Linked DNA regions of Lactuca sativa: region 1 is linked to region 2. A link is a contact called in public Hi-C data. All regions are on one chromosome and are shown on one strand. Each heading gives the region's core, a stretch centred on a gene start, on an enhancer-like site or on the middle of the called end of the contact. The rest is flanking DNA. Distances are from core to core; before and after follow the strand shown. Region 1 holds the start of LOC111889084 (type IV inositol polyphosphate 5-phosphatase 7). Region 2 holds the start of LOC111889083 (increased DNA methylation 1).

Region 1 (6,182 bases), core at 2,888-5,387, 370 kb after region 2:
ATGTGTATAGATCTATACGGGACAGACACTCCCACATCCCGACTGCTAGCCACAGTCCGAGCCGACTAGGCCCAAGGGTGACAAAATGTCACCACACTACGTGTGACCTGGAGGGTCATCAGTTATTCGATCGTCAATCATCATGGTTATATACGAGTTCACATTCGGACCTTTAATTAACACATTAAGAGTTAAAGGCAAAACAGACTCCCGGAGGTGTATTGTACATTTAATACTACCTGGAATCTGCATTTTTATTTCATATAGTCGGCAGTGACACTGCTGGGGTAAAACATTATTTTCTCATTTACTTTACATGAATGAAGTCTAAAACTATATTTTTATAACTGGTATTCTCATTAGGAAAACTTTTACACACTCAAAGGATCAAACTTACAAATAACCGAGTCTTGGTAGAAGACTACTTTTACTAGAAAATATAGGATTTTCTAGGGATCACACTATTTCAAACTTTGATAACAGCTTTTATATTACACAAGCAATGACACTAAATACTTATGAACTCACCAGCTTTATGTTGATACTCATTTTCAAAATAACTTGTATTCTCAGGTCATCAGTAGACAGGTACAGATGCAGTTTTTGAGAAGATGGAGCACATACAAGACTCCTCTTTATTTTGATTATACTTTTGGTGTCTAACAAACTGTACAGAACACGCTTGTACTATATTTATTATATTAATGCAATGGATGTTGTTGCTTGCTTTTACTATTATGCATTGTTATTATACTGTACATGACGTCCTCCACCCCAGAACGTATTTTGTCGTTCTCGGTTTTGGGGTGTGACATACCGATTAGTGTGATTAGGTTCACGTTCGCTATTACTAATCCTTAGAAAACAAATTAATTCAAGCGGTGATCAGTTGATCAAACCAATGAGTTTCCTAGTTTATTGATTCGGGTTAAGTAAGACTTGTAATTAGCTAATCAAATTGGTGAATCAATTAACCTCTTGTTGATGGTGTATCACACAAGCTCACACATTAATTTACCTATCTTCTAGTTAATTCTAGTTTCACATCCGTTATTCCTAGACATATAACTATGTGGTCACATAAATCATATGAAATTTATAACTAAGAGATGTTCATACAACTTAATTATTGATTTATTAACAGAGAATAGTTGTTATTAACATATGAGGTTCTTTAACAAGCTTAACAAAACAATATCACCAATTAAAATTAATCCTAGCCATAAAATCAAACCATAATCACAAAATCATCTATCCTAAACAGAAGGTATGAGTTTTAGCTCATGATTACAACAGAAACAAGCTCAAAAACGAAATCAATTGGTAAAAACATAGTTCAAACAAGAGATTAGGTAAAGAGTAAACTTGATTTTGCCTTGATTCTCCTTAAAATTGAATGTAGGGTTGATTCCGTCGCTTCCCACGCTCCAGCAGCACCTTTAGTCGACAATTGGCCTCCAAGGGTTCATCTATCTGCTAGGGTATCGGGAAGGAATGCCCTTTATATAGATTTTCATAAAACATAGGTGACTCGTCGAGTCCAGTGACCTACTCGGCGAGTCCGTCACTTAAAACCCATGTACGGCAAGTCAACGACTCCAGAATCACAAAAGTTCAACGTGACTCATCGAGTCTGTTTGGAATCAGCATTTTCTCAAAACACGAAAGTTTTCCGAAATTGTGTCTAGTTTTCAGAACATTTTGAATCTCGTCAATCAGAGTTACAGTTCATGAGATATAACCAAAACACTGATGAGGGGTCAAGTTGTCCAGCAACATCTTTCTATCTTCAAAATCCAAGATCCAAGCCTCCAATCACTAGTTCTACTTCCTTTTCCATCCGAACATGTCATTATTGCTAAAATGAAATATTTAAGTTAATTAAGCACCTTTAATTCATTAAATGAGATAAAATCAACATAAAGTATTAAGATAATGCATGAATTTTATAACTAAATATGTCCATATCAATATATAAATACACACACACACACACACACACACACACATATATATATATATATATATATATATATATATATATATATATATATATATATTCATCTGAGACCATGCTTATTTTGTGAGACATGAGGACGCGATCCTAGCCACTCATATTGGATATCAAAAAAATTAAAAAATTAAAAATTAAATGCAAAATAATAGAAAATTCCAAAAATTCTTTTTTTAAATATTATATTCATTATTTAATTTATCCAAAATAAATAAATAAATAAATAAATAAAATTAAAAAAGCATCGTTGTTTTTTAATATGAGTGAAATATTCAAATAGAATATTACACTGTAAATAATCAAATCGAATTTTTAGAATGTTAGAATATTCTAATATTCTACTAAAATTGGTGTATATGTTAAAATATTCTAATATTCTACTTGAATTTTTAGATTTGTTAGAATATTCTAATATTCTATTAGAACTTTTTTTAATATTTATAGTTTAATACTCTCGCATAATATTATAACATTCTAAAAATTCAATTTGAATATTTAAAGTATCATATTCAGTTAAAATATTTCATATATTTTTTGAAAAAAAAACAGTAATTTATATATTTATTTATTTAGAATAAAAAATGACGGAAATAATATTTTTTAAAAAAATGAAAATTTTCATTTATTTTGTATTTTAATTTTTTATCTCCAAAATGAATGGCTAGGATTGCACTCTTATGTCTCACAAAATATGATGGTCTAATATGATCCTAACTATATATATATATATATATATATATATATATATATATATATATATATATATATATATATATATATATATATATATATATATATATACGGGACGGTTCACTTGAGATTAAAAAAAATAGAGATTATTTGTCGTTCTAATGCTCCAGCGTACCGGCAACAACGGGGTATGCCTAATCATAAATGATTATTTGTCAGAGAGGTATAATCATATAGGGTTATACATGTTTATCCGTATATGCCTAATCATAAATGATTATACATATATGTCTGTTTACAGATTGAGTAATCATAAATGATTATGACAGTTAGTGAAGAGGTGGTGGCGACAGATGTGACAGTAGTATAAGTAACGGGAGTGATAGTGGTGGGGTCGGTTGGTGTTAAAGGTGTGATAGTGATGGTGGTGGTGGCGGTTATGATGGCGGAGGAGAAAGGAACAGGCGCCACTGTATAATCATTTATGATTATACTAGACATGTCGCGCCGGTATGCCAGAGGGTTAGAGCGACAGATGTAAAATATGTAGCCGAGATTGAATCGTAAGATCTCTATTTTATTTTAATTTCAACGGCATATATATATATATATATATATATATGTATATATATATATATATATATATATATATATATATATATATGTATAAGGCTATGTTATTTTGTTTATTACATTTATTGTGTGCTAGAATGCACCAATAGAATTTGAGTAAATTAGATAATTATTTAACTAAATAAATATAGATATTAAATGATTTCCATAATTATATGTATATTAAATGATATCCATAATTATAATTCTCTTTTATGGAAACTAATTAAATCCGTCATTAATGTCAGCAATACCATTCTTTCAGAATGAATTCGCATCTAGGTTTTTATATATGAGTTCGTATTTTGTTTCAGGACTCACTCACTTAAAATACAATAAATTTGTATGGAATATGAAAAACGATAGTGTATTCTACTAGAATACACTCTAATTCTGCTGAAATACACTCTCATTCTTTTAGATATGAATTCATTCTCAAAGAATATTATTGTTAACATTAATGATGAATTTAATTAGTTTCCATAAAAATGATTTATAAGTATGGATAGCATTTAATATACATATAATTAATACTAAATTCCTATTGATGCATTCTAGCACAATAGATTTGAGAAACATTTAAATCTCTCTCTCTCTCTCTCTCTCTCTCTATATATATATATATATATATATATATATATATATATATATATATATATATATATATATATATATATATATATATATAAGCAAAATTCAGTTTTAAAAAAATATCTTTTATTAAAAAAAACTAGATTTTTATATATAAATTTGTCATAAATATAGGGGAGGTTGCATTAAATTACATATATTCTGTTTTCATCCTTTCTCCATTATCTGTAATTTGCTTTTAACTTTGGTTGGAAAACCAAATGGCCACCGTATTTTGTTGGTGATCCCATTGATTCACAGGGCAGCTGTTTCCGGTCAGTTGACCCACTTTGCCCCCACCACCTTGGGCCGGCCCTGAGAAACATTGCCATTCCTCTGTCCTTCCCTGCACTTTATTCCATTCAAAATCCTCGATTCCTTCTTTTGTTGCTGCGAAGAACGAGGGCATGTCTGGAGAAAGAAACTCTCTCACTTTAATGTTTGCCTCGGAATCTAACTAATCTCACTTCCACGCATTAAAGAAGATTGTCCCTCTTTGATCCTCGTGCCCTTAATTTCTCTGGGTTCCCTGTCTTTATTACATATAAAGATTTCATATCTACACACGCCGCAGCAGTTATAAGGATCAACATTGTGTTAATTAACTCAGGGGTTTGCCGACAATACGTGTTTCTGAACCGAGGAGGGTGAATTGGTTTCGAGTAGATTTCAGTCTGCATGAATTGGTAGGGAGAAGAAATGAGGGATGCGAATTCCAAAAGCAACAAGGTTTTAATTTTACTTGATTGTTGATTCTAATTCATTCATAAGATGAACTTTTTCGAGTTTAATTCTTGTTTTACTGTATGGGTTTTTGTGGCTGATCGTTGTTTTTCTCGTCTTTGAAGTTCTCTTGGTCGAAGAAACTGGTCCGAAAATGGTTCAATATCAAGAGCAAAACCGATGAATCTCAAACCGATAATGTTGTTTGTGGAGGTACGTATCTAATAGGCGAAATATTTTCAAACAAAGTCACTAATTTTGTTGTTTCTTATTTGCACACCAACTGTTTGTTTCAATTCTTCTTCCAAAATTTCGGTAATCATTTCATGTTTAAGAAAAGAGAAGCAGGTAACTGTTTCAATTTCACTAATTTGGTAACTGAAAAGCTTCATACTATATGATCACAGGTAGCTTCTGTGAGAGGGAACCCCCTGCAATCAAGAAAACCAAAACAGGTAAAAAAAATTCTCAACATACTTTTTTCTCGATACAATCAAAGTCATGAAGTTAAACAATCCATCATTCATTGATTGGTGAAATGATTAACATATGGTATATATCACTTCAATGAACAGAAAAATCCAGCAGGAGTACAGAAGCTCGTAGGTGGTCAACAGTTGATCTTGACCACCCTCAGATCATAAACATACAGAACTATAGGTATCCTTAACTCATATTTATTCCCCCTTTTTGACTTTCCACTTATGATTTCTAATAATCATTTACTTATTTTCGACCTTTGAATTCTTGAAACAGCATTTTTTCAGCTACATGGAACGTAGGAGGAAAATCCCCTTCCAACAAAATGAATCTTGATGATTGGTTACATGCTGCTCCTCCTTCTGACATTTACGTTCTTGGGTATGATTCAAGTTTCTATTTTGACTTATGAGATTTGAATTCTAGATAACTAACTTCAATTCTTGATTTATACCTTCAGATTTCAAGAAATAGTTCCTCTAAATGCAGCCAATATTTTAGGAGCTGAAGACAACGGCCCTGCAAAAAGATGGTTATCTCTAATACACAGAACCCTAAACAACCGTCCAGGTGGCGGAAACGGGTGCTACACACCTTCACCTGTTCCCGATCCGGTGGCTGAATATGATGCTGATTTTGAAGGATCAACAAGACACAAAAACTCCTCATTTTATCATCGTCGTTCTTTTCAAGCACCTCAAAATGAAAATTACCAGTCAACACCGCCGACTCATCTTGAGCGGCGATACAGTGTTTGTGACCGAGCAATCTTTGGTCCGAGACCATCTGACTGCTCGAGTCACAGACCGAGTGACTATTCGTCATCCGGTCACAGGCCGAGTGATTACTCGGCCAGTCACAGTCACAGACCAAGTGACTACTCGGTCTGTAACAGTAGTTACAGACCGAGTGACTACTCGTCTAGTCAGCGGCCGAGTAATTACTCGTGGAGCCAAAGACCAAGTGATTATGATGATTATGGCCCCATGGAAGATATACCTAATCCTAATGGTAATGGGAATTCTTTCTCACC
Region 2 (6,467 bases), core at 970-3,469:
TAAGGAAGCCAGCCGCCACTGAATGTCTCCAAAGAAGGGGCCTACACCTACCACCATATCCTCGATAGACCTGCGCAATCCTTTGTCAAAGAACAAAACTGCATCTTCTATGTGTACCGGCTGGCTTGTCCTTAAACCAAAGAAAAGTTTTGCAATACCCATACATGATTGAAGCAAAAGGAGCTCACTCTGCGGGTCACATAGTTGTGGAAGAAGGCCCATCAAATCAACAACATTGACCACTCTCTTCATGGTCAGCCCGTTAATAAACCCTGCGTCTCTGTTAACAGCCCCCCAAGGAGCTTCACCCCCAAAGAAGGTCTCCCTATATTCGTTGGGAATAAATCGGCACAAAGCTTCCTACCATCACAGGAGGGCCAAAAAATCTCCGTTTTCTTGATGTTCAACTCAAGACCCAAGCCTGGACCATGCAACCAAATAATGCTCAACACTCTAGCCACCTCCTCTGAATCCCTAATGACAGTCCCATCATCTAGATACCAAACATGGAGAAGGAGCTTATAATTGTTTCTAATCTTGTGCACAAGCGGGTGCAAAACGAGGGCAAAAAGAAGAGGGCCCAAGGGGTTTCATTGCTGCACCCAGTGGCAGACCATATATGTTGGTCTCCGATATAAAGTCTCGCTGCTTGCGTGTACAAGAAATTCAACCATAAAGAAATGGAAGGGCACATCTTCTTAACCTCGTGGAGCAATGTTGATATATCCACCAGGTTATAGGCATTCGAGAAATCCACAATCAGCATTACAAGAGACCCATCAACATGGTGTTCACTCAACACCCTATTGACACTGTGTAATACAGCCTCAACACCGCCGGACACACCAACGCTGAACTGAAAATCATTAAGGTACTTGGCCATTTCTTTACCCACACCTTTCATGGCAACCTTGGAAACCAGACATCTCCATATAATGCCTACTGCAATTGGACGGATCCTGTTGTCAGGTTTAAGCAGAGGCGTGAGAGGGGCGAACGTAACAAACTCTGCCAAAATGTTTGGATATCTTCCCGCTAACCATAAATTAACCACTGAAGTGATAGCACGTATGAGATCTGTGACAACATCAGACCCTTCTCCACAAAAGGCATCCGGTAAGTGTTGAGCCCTCAAGCTATCTCTCCCACAATAAGTTTTTTTAGGGAAAGATTTGATGCAACCAAATGCATAGTCATTTTCTTTTTAACTTATCAAATTCATCCAACTTTACTTACAATCTGAAATACATTTTTTTTTACTATTTTGACATTTAATCTTATTTTTGTCTTGTATAATAAAAAATACTAAACATATTTACAGTGATTTCCATAAGTTATAACCCACTTTTATAATAATGAATCAAAATTAAAAAATCCGAGCCATTTGTTTGTGTTTCACTTTTCAGTTTTCACACACGCCCGAGACATCTATCTGATAAATCCCTCGATGTAAACAGGGCTGGATAATCGAAACCTTTCGATCGACGATTACTGCTGGAAATTATGCTTGAAATCGACTAAATTTGAGGTGAAACGAAACTTGGCATTCCGATACATCTCTACGGTTTCGATTTTGTAGGTTTTTTGTTTGCGATATATGTTCTTTCGAAACTTTTGAACCTAGGTCTTGAGAATTTGTGGAATATGAGTGTATCTGCTACATCTGTGTTGATGGAATCATGGCGGAATTTGTTGTTCGTTTATGCTTGATGAGATGAAAGATGTGAGGGAATCCGAGCATTCAGGAGCTGTCGTAAAGATAGAAAGTTCTTATGAACGTTTAATTGTTAAAAATAAGGCAGCATTCGACTTAGGAGTTGTAGGGTTTAGTGATTCCTCTCCTAGGAAAATGTTCAATTCCAATAAAGATAGAAAGAGATCCCGAGTCGTTCTGAGTGATTCCGAGTCAGATGAGTTACCAGACCCACCTCTTCCCCGCAAAGTTCATAAATTCCGAAATACATCGGATGCTTACAGAAGTGGTTTAGTGGAAAATAAAGATCTCCAAACTGAGAAAAAGGTTCACAACAGGTTAGATGATGAGTCCGATGAAGTGGATGAGAGGAGGATGAGGATGGATGTTAATAACGATAGGTTATATAGGCAAAATGGGGACCAAAAGGAATCTGCAAGTGGTAGTGGTAGGATGATAATTCATAGGAAAAGGGATCTTGATTCAGAAAACAATGGTGCCAAAGGTGCAAAAGTAGTGGGTATGCAATGGACAATGATGAATTAGGGTTATCTGTATCAATTAAGAATGAAGAAGACGAGGAAGACCTTGAAGAATCAGTCAGGTTGCAAGGTAAAAATGGTGTTTTGATGGAAAATAAACATAAACAAGTGGGTCTTTCACATATAGGTAACAGTCAGAATCTTGATGGGAAAAGGCTGAGCTTGTCCCATAACATCCATGGTCAACATGAATCTAGAAAGAAGAGAACAGTGATGCAATCAAAGTCAAATGCACCTAAGAGTAACAAGGAAAGCAAGATCAAGCGACCTAATTTCACTGAAAAGCAATTGTTAAGAGAGAAGATTAAAACAATGCTTTTGGGTGCTGGATGGACGATTGATTATAGACCAAGAAGAACCAGAGATTATCTTGATTCTGTATATATTAGTCCTTCTGGAACTGCTTATTGGTCTATAACCAAGGCTTATGATGCACTCAAAAAGGAAGAAAAAGAGAAAGAGAAAGAGAATACGGTAGCTAAGGGAGACTTTACACCATTACCCAATGAGATACTTAACAAATTAACACGTCAAACACAAAAGAAAATCGAAAGAGAACTTGAAAAGAGTAGAAGACATGAAGACAACATTAGGAAGCCTAAAAGGGTAAAAAAGTCTACACAGTTTAGATCCATTGACCAGAACAAAGAGAAGCTTGACTGTTATCTGAAGGAAGCAAGTGAAGACAGTAGTGGCTACTCAAGTGATGATTCTCCTCACAAGGAAACACCTCAGAAAGATGGTGTTCATGCTCATACTAATCCCCATAATTTACATGAAAGCAAAAGCCGAATGATTGGCAGAAGAACATTGGTTGTTCGTGGATCTGAAAAGGGTTTAGATTCAGAAAAGAATGATTTTATTCCATATTCAGGAAAAAGGAACTTGATTTCATGGTTAATTGACTCTGGAATGGTTTCTGTGGGTGAAAAAGTGGAATATAAGAACCTTAGAAGGACACGTGTAATGCAAGAAGGATGGATAACTGAAGATGGAATCCATTGTGGTTGCTGTAGCAAATTGGTGACAGTTTTGAGATTTGAACTTCATGCGGGCAGCAAACTCGGGCAGCCATTGAAGAACATTTTTATCCAATCGGGTAGGTCTTTAATGGAGTGTCAGATAGATGGTTGGAATAAACAAAAAGAGTCAGAAAGAAAAGGGTTTCATGTTGTAGATGTTGAAGGTGATGATCCTGATGATGATACTTGTGGTTTATGTGGAGATGGTGGGGATTTGATCTGCTGTGATGGTTGCCCATCAACTTTTCACCTGAGCTGCTTGGATATGCAGGTAAGATTTGAGAAAATTACATAAATAGTCCCTATGGTTTCTGATTTTTACCATGTTTAGTCCAAAATTGTTTCAGATGCTTCCGGAAGGTGATTGGCATTGTCCAAATTGTGCATGCAAATATTGCAATAAGGACAGTGGTAGAACTGGAAGTTCCAGTTCACTTCTTACATGTCGCCTTTGTGAGAAAAAATGTAATATAAGGAGCCTTTAATTTTTGTTTATGTTTGTTTTTTAGGGTTTTAGGTTTGGTTGAAAGACAAGTTTTACTCTTGCAGATCATAAATCATGCAGTGGTGAGATGGATATGTTTTGTTTCTGTGGGAGAAAATGCCAAGAGGTATTAAAGTTCCAATTTTTATGGATCTTGATGAATATGACTTGGATTGAGACTTTATATGCTGAAAACTAGAGTTGTGAAAGGTTCCCTTCTAGGGTTATTCTTATTCCCAATGATGTGGATGAAGAGGGCATTAACGTCTTTTCCACTTTGAGAGCTAGTCTATGTCCCACCTTTTTGGTCCCTTAAGTTTAGTTAAAAAGTTAATAGCCCATTGATGTTTGGGCTAATAGTTCATTTTCTTAACAGTTTACACATTTGGTCCCTTAAGTTTTAAAAAATGACAAAACATACAAAATCAGGAAAAAAACAAAAATAGGGGTGTTTTTGTCATTTCACAAACACTTGACAAAATCTGTTAACAAAGTTAGTCATAAGGACCATTTGTGTGCAAGGTTTACTCCATAGGGATCCTTCATGCAAAAAAGATCTCATAAGGACTTTTTTCGGAACAAAATGAAAACCATAAGGACCATTTGTGAAATTTTGTCTAAAAAATATACCCAATTATACCATTATACTTCCTTTTTTTTTTTTTTTTCTTATTAGCACATTATGCTTTAAAAAATCTACTCAATTATAGTAACGAAAGTTGCATTAGGTAATTTTTGCAAGGTAAAAAATGCTGTAATATGAAGAAATGAAAGTACATTGCTATTTCTTGCATTTAATCGTGTTTCAATAACAAAATCCAATACTTTTGCAGCTATACACACGCTTACAGAAGCTTCTTTGGATGAAACATGAATTAGATTCCGGATTCTCATGGTCTCTTATCCATCGATCTGATCTATTACCCGACATGTCATCCTTATATTTCTATCAAAGAGCCGAATGCATCTCCAAAATAGCAATTGCTTTATTAGTCATGGATGAGTGTTTTTTGCCTATTGTTGATAGGAGAAGTGGGATCAATCTAATCCATAATGTTGTTTATAATTGTGGGTAAGTTTACTTTTAGCCCATATTTACATTCAAATTGTACAAAATCTCCGTTTATTTATCTTACATATTTGTTTTTATAAAATTTCTTCTTATAGATCAAATATTAGCCGGTTAAACTATAGTGGCTTCTTCACAGCCATTTTGGAGAGGGGCGATGAAATGATATGTGCTGCATCAATCAGGTAGTGAAAATTGAAAAAGACGTAAATGCCCTTTTTTGTGATTGGACCTTGTGAACTTATATTTGATAGATATTATATGTGCCTTAGGATCCATGGAACCCAACTAGCTGAGATGCCTTTTATTGGGACCCGCGATATATACAGACGCCAAGGGATGTGTCGCCGCCTATTGCATGCTATTGAATCCGTAAGCATTTTTTTTTTGGGTTAAATTCAAGAAATAGCAACCTACTTTCATTTATTTCTTTATTATTATTAATTCATTGTACTTTGAAAAAAGTGAAAAAACTACTTTTTAGCACATTGTACTTTTTCTTATTAAATATTGGACTTTGAAATATCTACTCAATTATAGCATTGAGTAGATTTTTCAAAGCACAATGATCTAATAGGAAGTAACAAAAGTAGGATATTATAATTATAATTATAATAAATAAATAAAGAGAAGTACATTGCTATTTTTCAGGCTCTCACGTCCCTCAAAGTAGAGAAATTGGTTATTCCTGCCATTGAAGAACACATGGATACATGGACTAATGCTTTTGGGTTTAAACCACTTGAAGAATCATGCAAACAAGAAATGAAGTCATTCAATATGATGGTGTTTCCTGGAACAGATATGTTGCAAAAGCAACTAATAAAAAAACGCACTCTAGAAACCAACATGACTTCAAAAAAAGGTTTAGATTTAAATAGAAAATTCTTAATTCTTTTTTTTTTCTATTGAATTTTATTCCAAACACAGTGATAGATTATGATTCCTTTGACAGATTCCATTCCTTCCAAAAACATTCTACGAACCAAACGCCCCGTGAGTTTCTTTAATGGTGGTGTAGGCAAGAAGGGTGTTGAGGTGGAAGACTACAATAAGGGAAAGAAATCGGAATTGAATAACACTTCTATCCGGAATGGCGATTCCGAACCCGATTCCAATGTTGTAAAACGTGGGAATAAGACTGGTTCCAGGGTTGAAAGAACTGATTTGCGGAATAGCAATGAAACTGCCCCTGGAATTACTGATTCCGATTCCAATGTAATAATATGTGAACCTCAACTTCAAGTCACGGAAAAGGACTCTGTTTCCAATTCCGTTGTTCTGCGGAATGGCAATGTGACCGATACTCCATTGGAATCAGACCTCCAATTCCTGGGAAAGGAATCTGGTTCTGTGTCAATGGCAAAAGAAAATGATGTGAAGGATGGGAGGGATGCTACCAACGGGAATGTCTGATTCTGTTAAGAAAATTGAGAATCATCTTACAAAGGACACGAATGATCTTGTATAAAATAATGAGATCCTAGTTTTTTGAAATGATGTGTTATGTTGTTTTCTAATATTTGAGTCAACTACACCATATAGACAATTCTTTTATTCATAACACTTTTTAGGGTACATGAATTTGATTTATTTAAGTAATGGACCTAAAAGGCTAGAATCATGGGCCCTCCAATCTGCTAAAGCCCATTAAGTT

Evidence for each region. A called contact is a pair of places that touch in the nucleus more often than the background predicts.
Region 1: a Hi-C map of leaf shows a contact between it and region 2, with 7 times the contacts expected there. The contact joins the promoter of LOC111889084 here to the promoter of LOC111889083 in region 2. A contact is called at or near these places in 3 of 4 Hi-C or Micro-C datasets (leaf and seed).

Annotation. Positions count from the first base shown.
Region 1 is chr7:101,770,043-101,776,224 of Lsat_Salinas_v11, forward strand. LOC111889084 (type IV inositol polyphosphate 5-phosphatase 7) reads left to right here and starts at 4,138. Exons shown (of 11, transcript XM_023885219.3): 1 at 4,138-4,675; 2 at 4,795-4,882; 3 at 5,077-5,124; 4 at 5,245-5,329; 5 at 5,426-5,530; 6 at 5,610-6,182. The coding sequence starts at 4,646.
Region 2 is chr7:101,400,324-101,406,790 of Lsat_Salinas_v11, forward strand. LOC111889083 (increased DNA methylation 1) reads left to right here and starts at 2,220. Exons shown (of 8, transcript XM_023885216.3): 1 at 2,220-3,528; 2 at 3,605-3,722; 3 at 3,807-3,868; 4 at 4,575-4,813; 5 at 4,909-4,995; 6 at 5,083-5,182; 7 at 5,462-5,675; 8 at 5,766-6,388. The coding sequence starts at 2,221. The coding sequence ends at 6,226.